Regions from separate parts of the Mus musculus genome. Here regions 2 and 3 are each linked to region 1. A link is a contact called in public HiChIP or PLAC-seq data. All regions are on one chromosome and are shown on one strand. The core of a region is the stretch at or near the end of the contact, and the rest is flanking DNA. Distances in the headings are between cores, read along the strand shown. Region 1 holds the start of Poglut1 (protein O-glucosyltransferase 1). Region 2 holds the start of Wdr5b (WD repeat domain 5B). Region 3 holds the start of Hspbap1 (Hspb associated protein 1).

Region 1 (4,435 bases), core at 1,320-3,819:
CTCCTTCCTCCTCCTCCTCCTCCTCCTCCACCTCCTCCTCCTCCTCCTCCGTGTCTTTATATGCTGCTGGACTGCTGGGATTACAGGCAATTGCCATTATGCCTGGCTGAGATAACTAGCTAGGAGGATGGTTGATGTTTTTTGTTTGTTTGTTTGACACAGGGTTTCTCTGTGTATATCTCTGGCGGTCCTGGAACTTGCTCTGTAGACCAGGCTGGCCTTAAACTCAGAGATCCACCTGCCTCTGGCTCTAGAGAGCTGGGATTAAAGGTATGCTCCATTGCTGCCTGGCATTCAAGGACACTTTTTGCTCCATGACCAAGTGGAGGTTATACTACATGCAGGATCAAAAAACAACAAAAACTGCTACTTTCCTTAGGGTATTAAAACAGAAGTTTTCCTTCTTTTTAAAATCATACTGGCCCAGGTTTCACAGGCTTTTTCTTTTTAAAAAAGATTTATTTAGTCAGGCAGTGGTGGCACATGCCTTTGATCCCAGCACTTGGGAGGCAGAGGCAGGCAGATTTCTGAGTTCAAGGTCAGCCTGGTCTACAGAGTGAGTTCCAGGACAGCCAGGGCTACACAGAGAAACCCTGTCCTAAAAAACCAAGGGGGGGAAAAAAAAGATTTGTTTGGGGCTAGGGAGATGGCTCAGTGGTTAAGAGCACTGGCTGATCTTCCAGAGGTTCTGAGTTCAATTCCCAGCAACCACATGGTGGCTCACAATCATCTGTAATGGGATCTAATGTCCTCTTCTGGTGTGTCTGAAGACAGCAACAGTGTACTCACATAAAATATATCTTTAAAAATTATTTTTATTATTTTTAAACAGTGTGTCTGTGTGTAGGTATGTACACTTGAGGGCAGGTGCTCACTGAGGCCAGAGGCTAGATCCCCAGAGGCTAGGAAACTGGAGTTAAGGGCGGTTGTGAGCTGTGAGACATTGGTATTAAAACTTTCAACTCAACCCCATCTGGGGATCCATCCCATATACAGTCACCAAACCTAGACGATATTGTGGATGCGGGGAAGTGCTTGCTGATGGAAGCCTGATATGGCTGTCTCCTGAGAGGCTCTGACAGAGCCTGACAAATACAGAGGAGGATGCTCGAAGCCAACCATTGGACTGAGCTTGAGGTCCCTGATGGAGGAGTTGGAGAAGGGACTGAAGGAGCTGAGGGGTTTTGCAGCCCTGTAGAGGGAGCAATAGTGTCAACTGGCCAGACACCCTTCCTCCACTGGAGCTCCTGGGGACTGGATGACCAACCAAAGAGTACACATGGAGGGACATATTGGTTCTGGCCGAATATGTCCCTTGTTGGCATCAGTGGGAGGAGAGACCCTTGGGCCTGAGGGTTTTCGATGCCCCAGGGTAGGGGAATGCCAGGGCAGAGGACAGGAGTGGGTGAGTGGGTGGGTAGGTTGGGGAGCACTGTCATAGAGGCCCTGGGAAGGGGGAATAGGATAGGGGGTTTCCGGAGGTGAGGGAAGACCCAGGGGAAAACATTTGAAATGTAAATAAAGAAAATATCCAATAATAATTTTAAAAAAATCAACTCAAGTCCTCTGCAAGATCAGTGTGTGCTCTAAAATACTAAGCCATCTCTCCAGTCCTTTCTGGTCTATTTTTGGATCAGTTGCTGTGAGGCTCCTGGTTTGTTGTTTGCACGTTCGAAGTTCTGAAGTTCAGTTAGTGTTTGGCAAGCTCTGGTACCTACAAACTTTAGAAGCTGAGGCAAGAGGATTATGGGTTGGAGACCAGTCTGAGCTATACTATAACACTCTATCTCAAGGATAAAAGAATGTTTTAAAAAGTTTTACTTATTATTATATCTAAGTACACTACAGCTGTCTTCAGACGCACCAGGTTGTAAGCCACCACGTGGTTGCAGGGATTTGAACTCAACACCTTTGGAAGAGCAGTCAGTGATCTTAACCGCTGAGCCATCTCTCCAGTCCAAGAATAAAAGAATTTAATGATAATGATACATAGCTTTAAAAAACGTCCAATTTGCTTTTTGTTTGTTTGTTTTTTTGAGACAGGGTTTCTCTGTATAGCCTTGGCTGTCCTGGAACTCACTCTGTAGACCAGGCTGGTCTCGAACTCAGATTTCCGCCTGCCTCTGCCTCCCAAGTGCTGGGATTAAAGGCATGCGCCACCACTGCCTGGCATCCAATTTGTTTATTGATAATCTGGTTTGGTATGGTCTTTTGCAGCCTATCACAAACCTCAGTACAAAACAAGGGCTTGTTTAACACGGCCTATTTGTGTTATATTGCTAGAAATTCCTATTATAAATGGACCTGTGCAACCTTTTGGGGACATCCGTTCAATACGATCAATAAATAAGTAGTTTGGTGTTCTGGAGTGACCTAGCCAAGGAATGATTTAACCTAAGCTCTGTGTATAGCTGAAGCACAAAACAAACTACCTCCAACCTTCGGTTTGTCACAGAACTGACCATTATTAAATGTGCCACCCGAATGGGCTTCCTGCTGCCTTATTTCCCATGCCAGGCTCCCGGAGGCCTAGGGGCGGGCTCGGCAGCCATCTTTGTGTAGGGCAGCTCCCACGTGCCGTGGCGTCCGCCGCCATCCTTCTGCTGGGCGGCGCTTCCGCCGGCGTGCGGGTGGGAATCCGCAGTGGTCTGCGGGTGATGGAGCGTCGGGCGGGCTCTCGGCTTAGGGCATGGATGCTGTTACTGCTCCTGTGCCCGGTGCAGGGCCGCCAGAAGGACTCAGGTGGGCTCCGGGCGGGGCCGAGCTTACCGCCGCGGCTCGGGGTCCGCTCGGGTCCCTGGGTGCTCGCTGTGGCCCCCGGCGCGCGGAGGATGCTGTGCGGCTGCAACGCGAGCTGGACAGCGGGCGGGGGCGAGCCTAGGTGTTTGGTGGGCCTCTTCTTCTGGTCCTGGATCCCAGAGAGTAACCCCCATCCTCCAGAATTGGGGATGGTAGGAAGAGAGGGATGTTCCCTGTTTACAGCAGAACGCTGTTCCGTGCTTCCCCAGAGGAGGGTGGGAGGCACTTGCTAGCTATTAGGACAAAACAGATGAGGGAGGATTTGAGTTTGCGTTGATTGTCTCGATGGGGTTCAGTTTGATTAGGTGAGAATCCATGTCGAAGTCCGGTGTCTCCATAACCTACTGAAGGCCAAACATTAATAGCTTGTGACTTTTCCAATTTCTTAGATACCTGATGGCGCAGGTAGAGGAACAGACTTGACTCAAGCCCCGACAAGTTACACAAAGAATCGTTCTTGGCATTTCCACTACTGGGAAAGGAAGGGGATTTCTCCAAGTGTTGGTCTTCTGTTGCTTCTGCCTGGTGCTTGGCAAATACGAATGCCAAGGGCATTTATTCTGTTAACTCTCATTTCCTTCACTTTTTGAAGGCTCAAAATGGAAAGTATTTCTTGACCAAATTAACAGGGCTTTGGAGAATTATGAACCATGTTCAAGTCAAAACTGCAGCTGCTATCACGGGTGAGTTCCTTGGTGTGTCTCTGAGAGCTGGATTCTTGTAGGGACCTTCGCTAAGTCCCTTGAGAGATCTTGATGGCAGTTATTAGTGATCTAAGCATGTCTTGAGACCTTAGATGGCTCTCGTAATGTATGGAAATGCTCTGGGATGGGAGAGGCTCGGTGTTCTCCACATTGCCTCTGTTCCCTATGGTATTTTAGCAACATGTGCTTTCTATTTCTTCTATTTCTCTTGAAAGCTTCTTAGGTCCAGAGTTCATGTCTTGTTATTATTCTCTCTGGTGCTAGTTGTCTGCAACTGCACATGAAAAGGAACGAGCATGTTTATCATCTAATCAGTATTTCCTCTTGGTTTTTATCTTTAAGGTATGCACGTTTGGGCAGGGTTAGTTCAGTACATTGAAAGCAGGCCGACTACCCCTCAGGGCAAGCCACGTAACCCCTCTGATAGTCCATCAGCTAAATAGCAGTCCTAGCTCTTCATTTTTTATTTGATCCCTCAAAGATGCTGATGATACTGAAACTCACTCTGTGCTGAAGTTGAGAAGGGATGTGATTTGCTCCCTGGTGACTGCAGCCTATGCTCCCAAGTTTGATATTTCTCAGTTATCCATGGTGCTCTTGTGGAAGAGTGGCTCGTTCCTATCCCCTGCTCTCCCCCCTGCTTAGTGTATCCTCTAAACAAAACTCTTGGGGATAGATGGGATGGCGTCCTCAACCTCGTGGCCTGCTTTGGCTCGATGTTTTCCATTGTTCTTGCACAGCGTCATAGAAGAGGACCTGACTCCTTTCCGAGGTGGGATCTCCAGGAAGATGATGGCTGAGGTGGTCAGGCGGAAGCTAGGAACCCACTACCAGATCATTAAGAACCGGTTATTCAGGGAAGATGACTGCATGTTTCCCTCCAGGTATCCTCTGGGGTCCTCTAACACTGTTAGTACACGGAGGCTGACTTG
Region 2 (4,581 bases), core at 251-2,750, 2.5 Mb after region 1:
AGGAGATTCCTAGCAGGCCTCAAGACTAGGATTCACAAGCCCTAAGTCCTAGACCTGTTTTTACAAGGGTCTCACTTTGCAAAGTAAGATGATTCAGACTCAAGGACAGTTTAAGCTTTGCCAGAATCCAGAGAGACCATCCTTTGGATTTTGTGTCTAACTTGGCTTTCCTCATCGCCTGCCAGAGACTTCAGCAGTCACTCGACCACACTTTAATTGTCTTGTCATTTTCTAGTGCTGCTGATGCGATGATGTTTTTTGTAGGGTGACAGGCTGCTGAGATCACCACATCTGTGTGACCTTGCAACCTCTGTACAATCTCTTTAGTCTGAAGATTCCAGATGTAAACCATGTTGTCCTCTGAACCAGACACAACCCACTTTCTACCAGTAACCGAGAAACTGGCAAATAGGCAGTATTTCTCATTCTTATGACCAGTGTATGTCTTCAGGCATCTGCCCCTGCTGTAATCCCACAGTTTAAGAGTATTGTCCAAAGTTGCAGTGAGAATGTATTTACCATTTGGAGAAAATTTTACAAAAGACACTGGAGGGTTGCCTTCATCAGCAAGTGTCCTTAAACACTGGCCTGACGCAGCATCCCAAATTCTACAAAGCCCATCATAGCTCCCGGACACTATCAAGGACCCATTACAATTAAAATTTACGGCAGAAATGGGGTCCGAATGTGCAGACAAAGTCTTGAGGCATTTTCCTGTTTTTACTTCCCATATTTTCACACTCTCATCAAAAGAGCCCGAAACGATGAGGTTGGATGGTGGGTTGAAGTCACAACAGAAGACGAAATCGCTGTGCCCCTTCAGTGTTTTCAGACATTTTCCAGATCTCATATCCCATACCTTTAGAGTCTTATCATCTGAGGCTGAAACTAGACGACTAGAATCTGAAGACCAGGCAACATCTGATATTTCCAGACTGTGACCATAGAGTGTTTTCTTACAATTCCCATCGTATGCTCCCCAAATTATAATTAGTGCATCAGCTGCAGAACTCGCTAGCCATTCGCCATTAGGACTAAATTTAACTGATGATATGGCCGCCGAGTGCCCCGCAAGAGTAAGTCTGAGAGCATAGTTGGGTTTCTGCGGCTCTTCCTCGCGCCGGGGGGCAGAGAGAAGTGACTGTGCTCTCTCTGCTGGCAGATGCTCGGTCGCCATAGATCCGGCTCTATAATTTGCGCGGGCTTCCCGCCCTGAAACTTACAGAAGTTAAAACTTGCGGTTGGAAGGCGGATGGTTTTGATTGTAACATGGGCTCCTCTATAAGGTCCGTTCCCAGTCAGCAACGAAGTTTGAACCACTCCCCGTCTTGCTTTCTTCTATAGCATCACGGATCACAGTGATCCTGGGATCCGTACTCGTGTCAGATGCTGTCAAAGGACTAGGCCGATCCGCGGGGGTTCGGGGCTGCACCTTTCCTCTTCCACGCCCTCCGCAGCTCCAAAATGTCTGGGAACCTCAAGCAACAGATGACGTCACACAAAACAGGATTTATGAGAGGCTCAAGTAGAGCCCAGGACGACGCTAGGTACGCATCCTGCCAGGCTGCGCACGCGCCGAAGGAGACATGCATTTTCTTCCGGTTCTCCAGGACAGGAAGTTGACACTGAACCCGGTTTTTTTCCCTGAGAGAGCTGGGTGCAGGAAAGGGCGCAGCAGGCACTTCATGAAGGCTGTGCATATTGAGGGTACCTCTGTCCACACCCACCCCGACTGAGTTTAGCTGCCAAGATTATAATAATAATAGCTGCCTGTGTGTGTACTTTGCGAATGCAATACCTACCCTCAGGGTCAGGAGTCCCATCATCCTGGAAATGGAGTTACAGATGGTTGTGAGCTGCCTGTAGGTGCTGGAAGGTCCTCTGGAGAACTGCCAATGATCTTAACCACTGAACTACATCTGAAGCCTGGACTACGGTGACTTCTGATATAGAGATTATATCATCAATTCAAAAACTTTCCATTTTTATTAACTCACCTAAAGCACATTGAATAACAAATTTTAGGCTTTATTTCAAGTAAATATATATTTTTCTAATGACTAGAAAACCAAAAGGATATAATGGGTACAACCTAGGAGCTAAACCAGGATGGTGATGGACCTTTAGTTCACTACACACACAAGCACGAGGGACAAAAGATGCGCAGACTTGGTACGTTGGTAGGATTAAGACATGACTTGAACTTTGAAGGGTAAAACGCACTTTTTGATGTGTAGGATACCTTGTGTATAAATAGCATTGGGGACTCCCAAAAAGAAAAGGCTGTAAGTAAAACTGTTTGTCGTTACTCATGGTCTAATATTAACAAACTGTCCTAACAAATTACTAGGATCTGCTTAGCTCTCAGGAAGGAGATTTGGTGACAGTGTTCACCAGGAAATAGTAATCCTAAATGGCAGCAAGCAGAGCAGGATCCTGAGCTCCTAAGCAGTAGCATGTCTTCCTTTAAAAAAAAAAAAAAAAAAGATTTATTTATAATATGTAAGTACACTGTAGCTGTCTTCAGACACTACAGAAGAGGGCATCAGATCTTCTTACAGATGGTTGTGAGCCACCATATGGTTGCTGGGATTTGAACTCCGGGTGCTCTCAACCACTGAGCCATCTCACCAGCCCGCATTTCTTCCTTTTACAACAAGCTACCCTTCGCGTAAGGGGACCTCTAGGTTTTGCTTTGTTCACTGAAAAAAAAAAAAATCAAAAATCTGTTTCTCCTTTAAAAAACCATTTAAAAAAAAAAAAAGAAACATGTGCCAGACTTATATGGTCTTCGAAGATTACTCCTATCTGGACTGTTTTAACTGGTTTCCTCAAAGCAGCTTTTGGGAGTAGAAATCCAGTTCCCAAGCCTCTACCCAATCTGGAAAACCTATTCAGACTAAACAGGAAGGACTGAGCACCGCCTGTAACTGAGTAGCTTTAAAAAGCTGCGCTCCCGCGCGCGCGCGCGCACGCACACACACACACACACATATCGTGCTATCCTTGTAAAACCACATGCTTATAGCTTGCTGCCCACACCACTCCCCCCGAGCCCTGCACTATTTTGTCCTCAACACTGGTCTTTTGTGTTTTATTTCTCCTTACCTACATAGTTCAAATTGTTGAAAGCCAGTGTTCCTTATTACAGTCCCTGTTCTGGACTTCACTGACTTGCTTGGGCTAAGGGAATATGGGTAGAGATGTGTAAACACTCTGCAAACACTGCAATCACAAACGAGCATGTATACTCTGTAATTTTCAAATGTGGGTCAAGTTGGAATTATGGATCAAAAAGCAGAATATTTGCCTAAAATTCTCAAAGCTGCAAATTCGGCTCTCAGCAGCACTCAAGAGTTGCGTGTGGTGGTGCCTACCTATAATTTCACCACTCCGCATTGGAAGCATGGGGGGCCAGTTCAAACTTAACAGCTACAAAGGAGTTAAAGCTAGCCTGGGCTTCATGAGAACCTCACCTAAAAATACTGTCACACACACACACACAAACACACACACACACACACACCCATACGGAGGTGAATAGTAGACAAAAAATCATTCAAGCTTTGTAGTAAATCTATAGAGTCCACAATTTTTGTATTGGATATGAAACAAGAGTTCACAGAAACTGAAGCTGTTTTGATTTAAAGTTCTTTTCACAAAAATACTGGGCCAGTAAACCTCACAAGGAGTGAAACTGTCAGAGTAAAGAATATACCAACTTTTTCTTTTCATTTGTTTTATAAGCCTAGAGGAATAAAAAAAGCATTCTTCTGCAATATATATAATATGTGAAAACCGGAAACCTCAACAGCCTAGCCACTGGGCTCCCACCTCAGGTGGACGTACAGTAACAAAACTTGTATCAAATGCACTGCAGTGTGTGCTACTTGCAGAATAAACCAGCAGCTTTTCCTCTTCCTTACTGCTTTGATGTCACAGACTCCTGGTGTGAAAATGTTTTTCATAAACTTCAGGACCCTCTCTCTATCCTCAACAGTAACTACAAATGAAACACTCTGTTGATACATTTGCTTTTAACAGTTGTCAATTCTGGATTCAGCTGTGCACCCATTACTACCACAGGTGTATACTCCTCATCCACTATTTATTGAAAATTGACCGTGTGCAAAGCATTCATTCACCCACGGCTGGCAGAGTGCATTCAGTACAAAGTATCAATAGCCATTCTAGATCAAGTGTACAAACACTCTGGAGAAAGGGCACAGGATCTATGTTTAAGAGCAGGCTGGGCTAGTGTCACACCCATGGTGCTGATCAGAAGAGCTGTTACTTTGCACCCCAAAGAGTTTTCCTACGTCAATATCTGTTTTCACTTCTGTCACTAAATTCACAATCAACTGCCTGAATTTCTTTTAAAGTGTTGCACTTGTCTGAATGTTAGTACTGCAGAAGGGGAAGGATGCTTAGGAACAAGGGAGTCAATTCATCTATCAGAATATGCAAATCAATGGCAATTGTGATTATGAGATGGAGCCACTTCAAAGTATCGCCAGTTAGGAACAGTTGGGAACAATGGTCTGATGCAGAGCTTGCAAGGCTCTCTCCTCTGGACAGCCA
Region 3 (4,273 bases), core at 556-3,055, 2.8 Mb after region 1:
TAGGCGGGCTTTGAAATCTTCTAGGGTTCAAAGTTCTGCCCAGTGTGGAAGAGAGTCTCCTCCTGACTCTCTTCGGGATCAAGCTGTAGAACTTTCAGCTCCTCCAGCACCATGCCTGCCTAAAGGCTGCCATACTTCCTACCATGATGATAATGGTCTAAACCTTTGAAACTGTAAGCCAGCCCCAAATAAATGTTTCCTTTTATTACAGTTACCTTGGTCGTGGTGTCTCTTCATAGAAATGATAACTCTAAGACAGTTAGCATCCATGATCCATCATGGCAGGGAGCATAGCAATAGTCAGGCAAGCATGAAGTTGTAGCAATAGCTGAAAACTTACATTTTGGTCCACAAGCAGGCAGTGGAGAGCGCTGAGAATGGCACGGGCTTTTGAAACCTCAAAGCCTACTACCCCTAGTGACACACCTCCAGCAAGGCCATTTTCTAATCCTTCCCAGATTTCCACCAACTGGGGACCAAACATTTAAGTAGATGAGCCTATGGGGCCGTTTTTATTCAAACCACCACAGGTTATTTCCACAAAGCGCTTAACATCTAGTAGAATATGCAAGGGTTAGAGATATTTGGAACCTGCAAGATGGGTACAAGTATGATGGAAAGGGAATCGACCAGTCAAGAACGTACGAAACCCACATTTTATGGCTAATTAAAAATGTTTAAGAATGTACAAACAGAAGAGATGCTTAGAGACCTCAACAGACCCAGTGGGCATTTTCTCCAGGCTCCGCCCCACAGTTACCTGGCAACAGCCAGGTGTCTGACTCATGGTAAAAGGGGCTGATTGCCCCTCCTCTTTCTCTTGCTCTCTTGCCCTTGCTCCTTAACCTTTCTCCATTCCCCTCCCCCCTCCACGTGCTCATGGCCGGCCTCTACTCCTCTTCTCTCTCTGCCTTTACTCGCTCAACTCCGCTCCCATACCCTGAAGAAACTCTATTCTCTACTATACCTTTGTGTGGCTGGTCCCTCAAGGGGAAGGGATGCCTCAGCATGGGCCCGCGGAGCGGAGGCACCCCCTTCCCCAACACCTGACTACACATCCACCAAACATATTCTCCTTATTTTTATAAAACACAACAGACCCCAAATTAAATTTTTGTGTAGGTCACGGTTTTTGGAGCTTGGATTTTAGTGGAGGTTCTAAGTCCAATACAAATTATTAAAGAATCTTACGTGTCACTTTTGCTGTTGAATGGTGGATAAGAGAGGCATAAAATAGGATACAGGACACATTATCAGGAAGATAAATTGGTTTTTTAAAAAATGAGAGAATGATTTGGGACAGGAGAGATGGACTGTCAAGTAAAAACCCCTGGTGCACAAGTCTGGCGAACTCCCCAGAGACCTCCATAAAAAGTTATGGTCGCATACACCTGGAATCCCAACAGAGACAAGAGAATTGCCACAAAATTCCCTCAGAGGCCAGCGATCCTGGAGTCCTCAGAGGAACTTCTTACTCCACAGTGGTACTTGTCCCGATAGATCAGAAAACTGATCCGCACGACGTTAAGAAGCCACATGCTCTAAAAAGTCACTTTCTCCCAGGCCTAACACGCCGCGGGCGAGACTTGGGATGGAGCCGCGCCCATCCGCACCGCTCGGAGGCACTTCGGCGTCCCTGGCTCGCACCTACCTTCCTCCCCCACAGTTCTCTCGCCCAGGGTCGGGGGCGCGATGCCCTCGCAGCCTGCTGCCATGGTTATCGCGCCGAGGATGGAGAGAGCGCCAGGTGAGAGGGCTCACCGGGATCTGCGGCTTCCACACAGGAAGGATCCTCCGCCTCTGCCGGAACCGGCGCCGCCGCGGTCACGTGACGGCGCTGGGCGTGGCCACGCCGGTTTGTTTTGCTCTTTGGAAGCTGAAAGGCGGCGAGCACGTGGGCTGGGCTGTGGCTCCTTTCTTCCACCCTTAGCGTCTGCTGTTTCTCTTCCTTCTCTAGTCGGATCCTCCATCTTCGCCTTGGCTTTCTCTCAGTCGGACTCGCGATTTAGGAGACCCCGGGGCTGGCGTGCCTACTCTTCCACCTTGTTGGTTCCCTTGGCATCAGTGCCATTCCAGCTGGTTTTCGTGACTGCCTGGGAATACGAACCCCTTGAAGGCGTTCCCTGTGACTCATTTGCTGAGCCAGATATGTCAGCAAATGACTAGTTTTCAAGGACACAGGCAGCTGTCAGAGTTCTGGATTTGTGCATTTGAACAAATGAATGTCTATGTCTATGTGGTCAAGAGATGCACAATCTCCAGCTTTTGCCGTTTATTTAGTCTGGCTAACATACCAAGAGAGAGATCTAGGTCACTGTCTTCCAACTTTAACACAATCCATATTATTTACCCGTTTGCATGACAAACAAAATGGGTAGAAAAAACTCTTTATATGTATGAAGGAAAATTGGCTAGTTTATAATCTCACTGGATGCGTAAGACACATACAAAACCAAATGGTCTTCATGAAACAATACCCTGAGACCTTCCTAAACTTCAGTATCCTGCCGTCTATAATTTCTGCAGTTAGAAACCCAATAAAAACAAAAGTAAGCCTAATATAGACCCAAGCATTGGGATAAGTGACCCGAGGTCAGCGAGTTGTTTATTAGGCACGTGATGTAAACTTGGGCACTTCCTCCAAGCAACCCGCGAGTGACTGACTCAGCCTACTTCGCTCCAGTCTCCCAGCCGGCCGCGATCTTCTACCCTTTCCACTCGTAGGGTCCCGGGCTTCTCCCCGGGGCATTCCTGGGTTCCCAGCGAGCAGGGTGGACCCCGCCTCGCCTCCTCCCCTCGGGCTCGGGCGGCGCAGGCGCAGCAGACGCGCCCGGGAGGCCGAGGACTAGAGCAGCTCCGGCTCCGGCTCCCGCTCCACCCGCCCAGTCAGCTCCCGGCTGGTCTGCGGCCACCGGGACGCGTCGGGCAGGGCCGGCGGGCGGCGTCGCCATGGGCTCGGGTTGGAGCAGCGAGGAGGAGGAGCGGCAGCCGCTGCTGGGGCCGGGGCTCGGGCCTGCGCCGGGGGCTGCGCGCAGGGGCCGGGAGGCGACGGCCGTGCTGCCTGCGGCGGGCCCGAACCCCGGGAGGGTGTACGGGCGCCGCTGGCTGGTGCTGCTGCTCTTCTCGCTCCTCGCGTTCGCCCAGGGCCTGGTCTGGAACACCTGGGGCCCCATCCAGAACTCGGCGCGCCAGGCCTATGGCTTCTCCGGATGGGACATCGCGCTCCTGGTCCTCTGGGGGCCCATAGGCTTCCTGCCCTGCTTCGCGTTCATGTGGCTGCTGGACAAGAGAGGTAAGGGGTCCGGGACGCCTGCGGGCGTGTCCCTTCTCTGGGAGTTGGCGCCTGCCAGGATCCGGGCCTGCCTGTGTCTCCCTGGGCTTGGTCTAGGGGTTGTGTGAGGTGACCCAGTGTAGCTGGCATCCCATTCCTTACTCGGGAACCCTCTGTCCCCAAAGCGACAAATACGGAGGATGCTTTCCAAGTATTGATGTTTTGTGTTACGCCCTTTATGCCACAATCATCAGATGTAGAAGGCTTTGTATACTGTGGACATCAGAGCCATCCAGTGCACTTGCTATGAATGTCTTTGACACCTGACAAAAGTGACTCATGCTTAAATTTCAAAGAGATTTGGGGTGCTGAGAGCGAAAGATCAGAAGAGACTGGTGATGACCAGATGTAAGAGGGTAATGAGCTGGCGTGGTGACTCCAGCCCTGGATGACTGTTGGGAAACTCGGGTCTGACGCTTGGGTTTCTGGAAGGTAGAACCCCAGGTAAACCGAGAGCTTCCGCCTGGGTGACTTCTCAGTTGCGATTTATTACTCTCAGATAAAGATCGCAGATGCAGGAAGGCTCTCTTTCAGTTAGGGACTCCAGGCTTCTCACTTTGCCAATTGCCAGTGTGATTCTGTGAGATGAGGAAAAGGCCAGAGTGGAAAGAGTCAAGATGTTGAATTATCCCTCCAGAGGATAAATAAAACCCCCAGGAGGCTGCTGTGCACGATTTAGACTTCTTAGGTTATGAGGTCGGATACTGGTCGGAAACTGCTTTGTTTCTGTTCAGTCTTTTACGAGTTTTGATACAATAGATTCTTTGGGTAGTTTTGGGACATTGCCTTAGTCTACTGGCCCATTGACAAACAGCCATAAGCTTATAAAATGAAGGACATTTATTTATAACCCCTCTGGAAACCGGGAAGTCCAAGATGAAGGGCCAAGCAGAATGCTTATCTGGTGAGCATCGTTCATACAATGCTCATTTCTTTGTAATG

Evidence for each region. HiChIP or PLAC-seq counts read pairs in DNA pulled down with a chosen protein or histone mark.
Region 2: an H3K27ac HiChIP or PLAC-seq map of bone marrow-derived dendritic cells shows a contact between it and region 1, with 6 times the contacts expected there. The contact joins the promoter of Wdr5b here to the promoter of Poglut1 in region 1. A contact is called at or near these places in 1 of 39 promoter capture datasets (pre-B cells), 1 of 115 datasets of contacts at active chromatin or transcription factors (bone marrow-derived dendritic cells) and 1 of 9 other capture datasets (adipose tissue).
Region 3: a contact with region 1 is called in an H3K27ac HiChIP or PLAC-seq map of bone marrow-derived dendritic cells, with 5 times the contacts expected there. The contact joins the promoter of Hspbap1 here to the promoter of Poglut1 in region 1. A contact is called at or near these places in 1 of 39 promoter capture datasets (cranial neural crest) and 1 of 115 datasets of contacts at active chromatin or transcription factors (bone marrow-derived dendritic cells).

What each region holds. Positions count from the first base shown.
Region 1 is chr16:38,548,390-38,552,824 of GRCm38.p6, reverse strand. It overlaps Poglut1 (protein O-glucosyltransferase 1), which reads left to right and starts at 2,569. Exons shown (of 11, transcript NM_172380.4): 1 at 2,569-2,742; 2 at 3,392-3,482; 3 at 4,244-4,387. The coding sequence starts at 2,658.
Region 2 is chr16:36,038,109-36,042,689 of GRCm38.p6, reverse strand. Wdr5b (WD repeat domain 5B) reads right to left here and starts at 1,500. Exons shown (of 1, transcript NM_027113.2): 1 at 1-1,500. The coding sequence starts at 1,177. The coding sequence ends at 191.
Region 3 is chr16:35,767,918-35,772,190 of GRCm38.p6, reverse strand. It overlaps Hspbap1 (Hspb associated protein 1), which reads right to left and starts at 1,805. Exons shown (of 8, transcript NM_175111.3): 1 at 1,652-1,805. The coding sequence starts at 1,715. Slc49a4 (solute carrier family 49 member 4) reads left to right here and starts at 2,821. Exons shown (of 9, transcript NM_153550.4): 1 at 2,821-3,292. The coding sequence starts at 2,950.